Regions from separate parts of the Mus musculus genome. Here region 2 is linked to region 1. A link is a contact called in public Micro-C data. All regions are on one chromosome and are shown on one strand. Each heading gives the region's core, a stretch centred on a gene start, on an enhancer-like site or on the middle of the called end of the contact. The rest is flanking DNA. Distances are from core to core; before and after follow the strand shown.

What was found. Hi-C and Micro-C count contacts between places; a contact is called where the count stands out from the background.
Region 2: a Micro-C map of embryonic stem cells shows a contact between it and region 1, with 9 times the contacts expected there. The contact joins the promoter of Slc35d1 here to the promoter of Sgip1 in region 1. A contact is called at or near these places in 1 of 484 Hi-C or Micro-C datasets (embryonic stem cells) and 2 of 115 datasets of contacts at active chromatin or transcription factors (astrocytes and stem cell-derived neural progenitor cells).

The regions. Positions count from the first base shown.
Region 1 is chr4:102,757,664-102,761,627 of GRCm38.p6, forward strand. It overlaps Sgip1 (SH3-domain GRB2-like (endophilin) interacting protein 1), which reads left to right and starts at 2,472. Exons shown (of 26, transcript NM_001285852.1): 1 at 2,472-2,902. The coding sequence starts at 2,893.
Region 2 is chr4:103,213,502-103,217,451 of GRCm38.p6, forward strand. It overlaps Slc35d1 (solute carrier family 35 (UDP-glucuronic acid/UDP-N-acetylgalactosamine dual transporter), member D1), which reads right to left and starts at 1,675. Exons shown (of 12, transcript NM_001356276.1): 1 at 1,163-1,675; 2 at 558-591; 3 at 370-456. The coding sequence starts at 1,365. Gm46864 (a long non-coding RNA gene) reads left to right here and starts at 1,442. Exons shown (of 3, transcript XR_001784379.1): 1 at 1,442-1,496.

The DNA of each region.
Region 1 (3,964 bases), core at 1,222-3,721:
TGCTTGGCTCTGTTTTCTCTTCAGCAACTTTTCAGGCATCTCCCACAAGCTGGCCCTCTGTCTCACCTTATCTTTCACCACTGTTCTCAGTGGGTGTGGCTCTCTGCATTCAGGTCTCTGGCCGAAACCTTCTGGAGCCATGAGCCAGCCCTTCTGTGTCAGTGATAGTAATTCTGCAAGCTAACATAGAGGACTTAACAAAGCTGTAGACACAGCACTAAGTAACTTTCAGGCAGAGTCTCAGAACAATTCTGGGCATATAGTAAGGCATTACCACAGATCTGCTTTATTGCTATTTATAGCAGAGGTTCCCAACCTTCCTAATACTGTGACCCTTTAATACAGTGCCTCATGCTGTGGGAACTCCCAACCATAAAATTATTTTTGTTGGGACTTCATAACTGTACTTTTGCTACTGTTACAAATCCCAACGCAAATATTTATGTTTTCTGATGGTCTTAGGTAACCACTGCCATTTGACCTACAAAAGGGTCACGGCCCACAGGCTGAGAACCACTGGTTTATAGGCTTGTGGACTTATTCTAACTTCCATTTTATAGGTAAGAAGCCAAAGTCCAGAGTTGTATAACTGGCCTCTGTTCTCAGACCTCAATGAAGAAGAGACAGGATTCCATTTCATTGTTTGATACCAGTCTCCATCCCTGTTGTTAATCTTCATTAAAATAATTTGCTAATCACACACACACACACACACACACACACACACACACACACACACACACACATCCTTTATTCAATAACCCACCACAGTTTTTAGAGCCAATCAACTTGCCCTTAAGACAAGTGTTACTTTGTAATCTCTTCCTTTTAAAACTCTACGGCCTCATAGGCCTCGGGAAAAAGCCACGAGCATGTATAGCTCTCAGGAGACTTTAATGTTTAAATGCAGAAGCCACAGAAAGATGGATCCTTGTGGGAAAACAATGAGGCTTTTAAAAATTATTATTATTGCTATTATCATTAATTATTATTATAAAACTCTTGTAAGTTACTAAGAAGCTGAGTTGCTTTTTGATTTTGACTAATTCATCTCTTCGTTCGGCCTCTTTAGTATTTCATAGCCACCAATATCTCGTATTCCCTCTGGAGGAAAGAATCAGACTATGTCGAGATCTGGGTAATACTAAGTGAGGGTGTTATAAATGATCAGCCCTATTGTTAGTTTCTGACCTGATCTTCAATAAAGAGATTTTCATAGCCCCGGCTTTGCTATTCTTCCTTAGTTTAAAGACCTTTCTCTAGCCTTTTCATCATCTGCTCCCTACAGTGATAGGCCTTCCTTACTCGATTCAATTTATTTCTTTTTGCTTTGTTTTAGCCTGGTTAAACCCAGGATCACAGGACACCAGGCCTGGGAGTCCCTCCCTTTGAAGGACTCCTAGGACTTTTGATAGCACTCAGGTGACAGACCCTCAGCTCCACCAGACCTTGTGCCTGAACCTTTCCCCATTCTAGCAAGTTGCCAAGGCCCAGGCTCCGCCCATTCCTCCAGCGCAACCTGGACCGATTGCCTTCCTCTCTGGATTTCCCTTGGGGTGAACGACTGGGCTCCTAGGCGACTGAAGACTGCAGGAGGAGCGTCTTGCAAAACCTGCCATGTAGCAGCGGCTTCAGTTGGCAGCTGTAGCCGAGGCTGCAAGCGAGGCTCCCCACCTGGGGCAGGCGTCTGCCCAGCTCGGCTGGAGGACGCGGTGACGGAGGGCCCCCGCAGCCCCGGGGTCGCGGCTGCGGAGCGGAGTGCGTGGGAGGAGGCGACTCGCGCACGCCTGAGGCGGCCAACGCTTAGACTCTTGCCTTCAATCCCCCTCTCCCGCCTCTCGCCCCAGAAATGAGCTGGAGCATCGCCTGTTTGATTCCAGAGCCCGAATCGGGTGGGTTCTTTTGTTTCTTTGTTTTAATGACAGTTGCCAGCCCTTGGGCATGTCATGCGCAATTAATTTCCTGCTTCCTTTCAAGGCAGCTGGGATGAATTTTTTTTCCTGCATCATCCTTTGGGGGATGGTTGTTTATGATGTGACGTCAGCGAATTGATTTTTCTCTCGTGAATGAGAGGAAGAGACACACAAGGAGAGACAGAGAGACCTAGACAGAGAGACAGGGCGCGGGGGGTGTGGGGGCCAGAGAGACCTAAAGAGAGCGCGAGCCAGCCACAGATGACAGATGTGCACAGAGGCCAAGCGCTGACATTTGAAATTCCTTCAGGTCAAAGTGAGGTTGGAATGGGAGTGTAAACGTGTGTTGCTAAGATCTGGAATTACTAAGAAGTGTTTTCTTAAAAAAATAAGTAAAAGAGAGAAAAACGAAAAAAAAAAAAAAATCCCTGGGATCAGCCTCCTGGGCTTCTTTCTTGCTGGCATCCCCTGTCAGGGTGGCAGTTCAGATCATCGGGCGCCCCAGAGCCGCAATAGGCTTGCAAGGACCACGAGGAGGGGCGGGGGAAGTGCGTCACCAGGTGGGGAAGGGGCTGTGTGTTTGGAGAGGAGCGGGAGGCAGTGGGGGTAGCGAGCAATGGGGACGGGAAATGGGTTCCGTGCGCTCTCCGGGGGTATTGTGTCAGGAGATGCAGGCTGGCTACCATGTGACGCGGTCCAGAGCTGAAGGGATTGGCCGAGGCAGCGCAGGCGGTGCAGCTCGCCGGCTTGCTGTTCCTCTCTGCCTTTCTCTCACAGCATCTTCCTGGGAGACTGTAGGTGAAGCAGCACTAGCTGCATCCATGGCCGGTCTTTCGGGTTAACACTTGTCTCCTTTGGCTTGGCAGCAAGCAGAGCAGACCTCAGCGGCAGCTTTGTGAGGACTTAGCTGGGACCTGGAAGCGTATCCTCCTGTGTTTTTTCTGACTTCTTGGAAAATAAGGAATGCAATTCTGCCACCATGATGGAAGGTAGGATTCCCTCTGCTGTGGTTGGCTGGCTCCAGGCAAGATTTGGGTAGACCAGTATGGAAGAATGCATGCAGCCCGTGGTGTCTGTGTCTAGAACCTGGCTGCCAGGATTTTTGCAAGCAGATACTGCAGCTTGCTTGCAACCGGGCCCAGGCTTAGACTAATGGAATCAAACCACAGGGTTTCTGTCTAGCTCAGAATCTCCACAGCTCCCAGCCTCTTTGAAAAGAGAAAAGCCTAAGTGTTTGCAGAGAGCTGAGGCAGCCAAGAATAAGGTCTCAGAACAAACAAGTTGGGGAAGAAGATAAGGGGTTTCTGTGGAAGGTTAAGCACGCTGGTTAAATCTTTGCAATGGAAAGTATTTTCCGAAATTGATATTAGACAGAAGAGGTCATCGAGAGAGTTATCTATGCTGGCATTTTCAGTGAACTGCTTACATATCTTATAAGATATTCTGATCTTTGAGGTTTGCATTATAGTATTGGAGTGAGGGGTGCAACAAATTTGGTTCATAAACTGGAGTTTTATGAGGGCTGTCATTGCAGCAGAATGAACGATCTAAGAAAAAGACCTGGGCCTCTTTGCTCCTTCATCAGGTTCAGACCAGTTCGTAGAGGAAATGGCTCTTAGTTTAGCATCAAGTGATTAGTTGCTGATTATCTTACTGCATTTAATACTAAGTGTAGGGAGGACCTTCCCCTGGGAGATGCTATTTAAACTACATTTTATTCTACCAGCTTGCCCTTTCCAGTCTAAGATAGTGACAGCCAACATCACCTCAGAAAAAGCAACAAATTGGTCAGAGAAGAAGCAGACAGCTCTATGTTGCCTTTGATTATCTGTTTTCACATTGCAGGATGGGGTAAAACTCCTGGCCTTTCCTAAGATGACAGGCAGAAATTTTGGACCCAGGCTAGATTTTATAATGCAGAACCTAGTGCATAATGGGTCTCAGATCAGCCACAGAAATGTCAGAGGGGCCACCTAAAGCCAAGGTCTGTCCTACCAGTTGCCAATGGTCAATGGACCTTAGCAATTTACCAAACTGGAATAAAAGGGAGA
Region 2 (3,950 bases), core at 425-2,924, 460 kb after region 1:
GCATCACATGGAGTCTCACAGAATCATAGAAAAGAATATGAAAGAAAACACTCCCAACACCACCACCTCCAATAAATAAATAAATAGGGAATAAAGGAAGCAGAAGATCGTGGCTAGAGTGGGCAGATCTGTTCCCAGAAACTCCTTAATGAAGAGAAGGATTTTCTATCTTCATCTTCCAGAGACGTTGTCGTCTTGGGTGCCCTGTGGCCTGTTTTCTCTAGCTTTGCTATATGCACTCGGAGACTAGGGTGGGAGCTAGACTGCATTTTTAAATATTCAAGACGCTGATTTTTTTTTCCGCCCTTAAGCCACAGAATGGCTCCTTTTTATAAAATAAAGTATCCCTTCTTTCTCACGTTTGTTTACCTTTCGAGGTACATTTCTGTCGAAGTCAGGAAACTTGACTACTCTGAGTGTCTTTCCCACCCAGAGAACCGCTACCGTGGCCACCATCTGCAAACAGAGAACACACACAGATGCACTGTTCTGCATAGAAAGACACACACAGAACTTCTGACAACACAGACCACGGGATGCCCGAGATTCCAACTAACCTGGCCAAGTCCAACACATAGCGAGGATGGAAATCTACAAAAGGGGTAAAGAAAAGGGGGTTAAAAACGGCCAGAACGTCCTCAGAGCACAGGGAATTCAACTCCCACACTGTCAGCCTTAAAATGCGTTCTGATTCAACCCACAGCGATGCCTGCCCCTCCAATAAAAAACAAAAAATTAAAAAAAAAATCTTAGATTTTGTAGCCTAGGGCGACCACTTGTCTGGTCTTGTCCTGTTTTTTTTTACAATTCCCTTCAGCTTCCTGCAACGGATTTTTCCAGAAAGTTAAGCCGCGGAGACCTCGTCAACGGTTTTAAATCTTTTAAATGACTCTTGAGGGGAAACACAAGACACACACATACAAACTTCTGCCCCGGAGTCTCAGTGACAGCGGCGACGGCGCGTGGGCGTGCGGCCGCGCCGGTCCCGGGGCTGTCAGCCGCGCGGGTCGCTAGTCCCTGGGCACCGGCCTCGTTGTGCCTTCCCCCTTCACCCCCAGCCCTGGCCAGTGCGGCGGGGAGCGTGGCCGAGGGTATCCCCGGGTGGGCTCGAACCCCCGTCCCTGCCCGCCGCGCCGCAGCCGCCGCCCGCCAGCCCGGCCACCTGTAGTTGGTGAGCACGCTCTTGTTGACCACCACGATGAGGAAGGAGCTCACGCCGTAGAAACCGGCGGCCAGCAGCTTCAGGAACACCGTTAGCGTTTCGGCCGGCGCCATCCCCAGCTCCTCCTCATCTCTGTGTGTGGAGGATTTCGCGGGGGCTTCTCCTTTAACCGGAGCATGCTGACGTCTGTGGACTTCCGCCATGGCGGCGGTGGCGCCGGCGGCGGTGGCGGTGGCTGCCGCAACGGGCCTGCGAGCGAGCGGGGCGGCGGAGCGGCGCGGCGGCGGGGGTCTGGGCCTGGCGGTGCGGAGCGCGGTGCCGAGCGGGCTTGGCGGTGCGGGGCGCGGAGGAGCGCGGGCCTGGCGTGGCGGGACCCCGGCTGCGGGAGCGGGCCTGGCGGTGCGGGGCGCGGGCCCTGAGCTCCGGGGCTCCGCGATTGCGGGCCTAGCGTGGCGGCGGAGGCTCGGGAAGGACCCGGCGGCTCGCGGCAGGGCTTCGCGGGTTGTGCTGCCCACAGCTCCCCGCACTGCCGCCGCCCGTCCCCGCCCAGGGGTTGGGACACTGGGGTTCACACCCTCGGGGACTTTGCCCTGGCATGGTGCCTCGCGGGGTCAGGGAAGGGCCGGGGCTGGCTCGGCGGGGCTGGGGACCCGGCATGGGCTCCGGGAGCAGCCGGGACACTGCTGGGGGACCACTGAGCCGGGCTGGCGAGCACAGAGTTGCGCCTGCGCACGAAGGCGCGCTGGGTCCCCCTGCGGGGAGCATGGGGGTTTTGCGGGAGCTGGGCTGCAGGCCTAGAAGTACCTCCCTCCTTTCTAACGTGTGGCTGGCAGAGAAGTGATGCCCCTGTTGCATCCTCAGTTATCCCGAAAGCTCTTTTTTTGGCCTCACTTGCCGAGGGGTCAAAGGTCACACAAAGTATCAAACATGATTCAACAGTAAACAAAGATTTCATTCTGCAAAGTGAGACCTCTCATGCTTCTGAAATTCTTTTTGTTGTTTTTTGCTTGTTTGTTTTAGCTGGTATATCCAGAAAAGGCAAGGATGAGGAAAGTGTTGCAATAAGCCGCTCCTGGAATAGTAAAAAGTGCAAGGTGTTTGGAGCCTAAAGCTTTGTTCCGGTTTTAGGACTGTTTGAAACATTCCCTGTGCTCTTAGGCAGATTCGATGGTCTCTGCACCTTCATCTCACGACCTCTGTTGTGTAAAGCCAGTTCTGTTTTCTTGACACAGTGCAGTCACACAAGCAAAGAATACCTGTTGAAGCAAGGACGTTACATTCCTACTTTTAGAAAGTTTTGAATTATTCCCCCAAACTTCCCATCTTCTTAAGTGTCTTTTTTTTTTTTTTTAAACTGTGGTAAAAATATCAGTTTATTGTTTTAATCCTTGGATGTGCAACTCTCACCAGGCACCCTCCCCAAAACATTCACCGTGTCAGATGGAAACTCTTGTGGGAACGAAGCAATCATTTCCTGTTCTCTACTCCCCTCCTCAAAACCAAGTAACCTGTGTTGTGCTGTCAATCTCTGTGAATCTGACTATTCTGTATATCACACAGATGAGCAATCGCACAGTATTTACCCATCCGTGACTGGCTTAGGCCAGTTACACAATGTGTTCAAGGTACATGCACCCTGTACCGTGTCTCAGAACTGGAATTCCTGGCAGCCAGCATGGCATCCTTGACTGTTGGTAACCTCCTTTGCCCGCACCTCCAGATGCCTGGCTTTTCCCCTTTCCTGAGTTGTAGCTAAATCAACAACAAGGCTCACATCTCTCTTTCTTCACTTCCATTTCACAATGCCCCTCCCTCATCTCTTCTTGAATTATTACTTTTCCTTCTATATTGGGCAAAACGGTGCCTGTTTTCTGGGGAGCCTGTCTCCAGAGATCCCCTTCATGCCTTATAAAAAGTGACCTCTCCCTCTGTGCCCTTCCCATCCCGTGCACTGCTTTTAGAGAATGTCTTACTCTGTCCGTGCTACCATTACATATTGCCCGTGACTGGACCATTTATAGAGAACAAACATTCTGGATGGTTTTGGAGAATAAGAAATGCAAAATCAAAAAGCACCGCCCCATCGGGTGTCTCTGTTAAGGCCTAAGCCCTCTGATTCTAAGATGGTGCCTTGATCACTGGTCCTGGAGAGGTGAAAACCACTGTCCATGGACAGCATGGGCCTTATGGACAGCCGAAGAGACAGAAGGACAAAGGAGGGCAAGTGCTAACTGAAGGCTGGTGTCTGCAGCATGAGCTCTGTGCTAAAGGCCTGTCTTCCTGATTCAGTCACATTGACGGTTGTTCCCATGTATCCAAGTTACCCAAAATGGAAATAAATGTAAAATTATGGGGCTAGGAAACAATGTTTTTCTCTGCCTAAAACCATATTTACAAAAATTAACAGATACTTAGTAAGGCCCGTCACAGGCCAAGGTCTACCTACCATGGGTTCTCTCACTCCTGATAATGACTGGGCTACAATGGGCCTCTGTAAAAGGCTGTGGAATCCGGTGATCAAAGATTGTCACTTGGTGCCTACAGAGGTACATGTCTCCCCTAAAGCATGAGTAATTAGAATTAGGATGGTTTTTGTTATTTTAAGTACTCAGACCTATTTCTTAATCTCGGTAATATTAATTACAAAACTATGTATGGGAGATTTTACATTATTTGACACAATAATCTCCATGCTGAAATATGTGAAGGAGTTATAGGGTTGCAAAGGCTACAGTGACTACTTTCAATGAGTTATGAATCTGCATAGGATTGTAAAGGTTACGCTGAA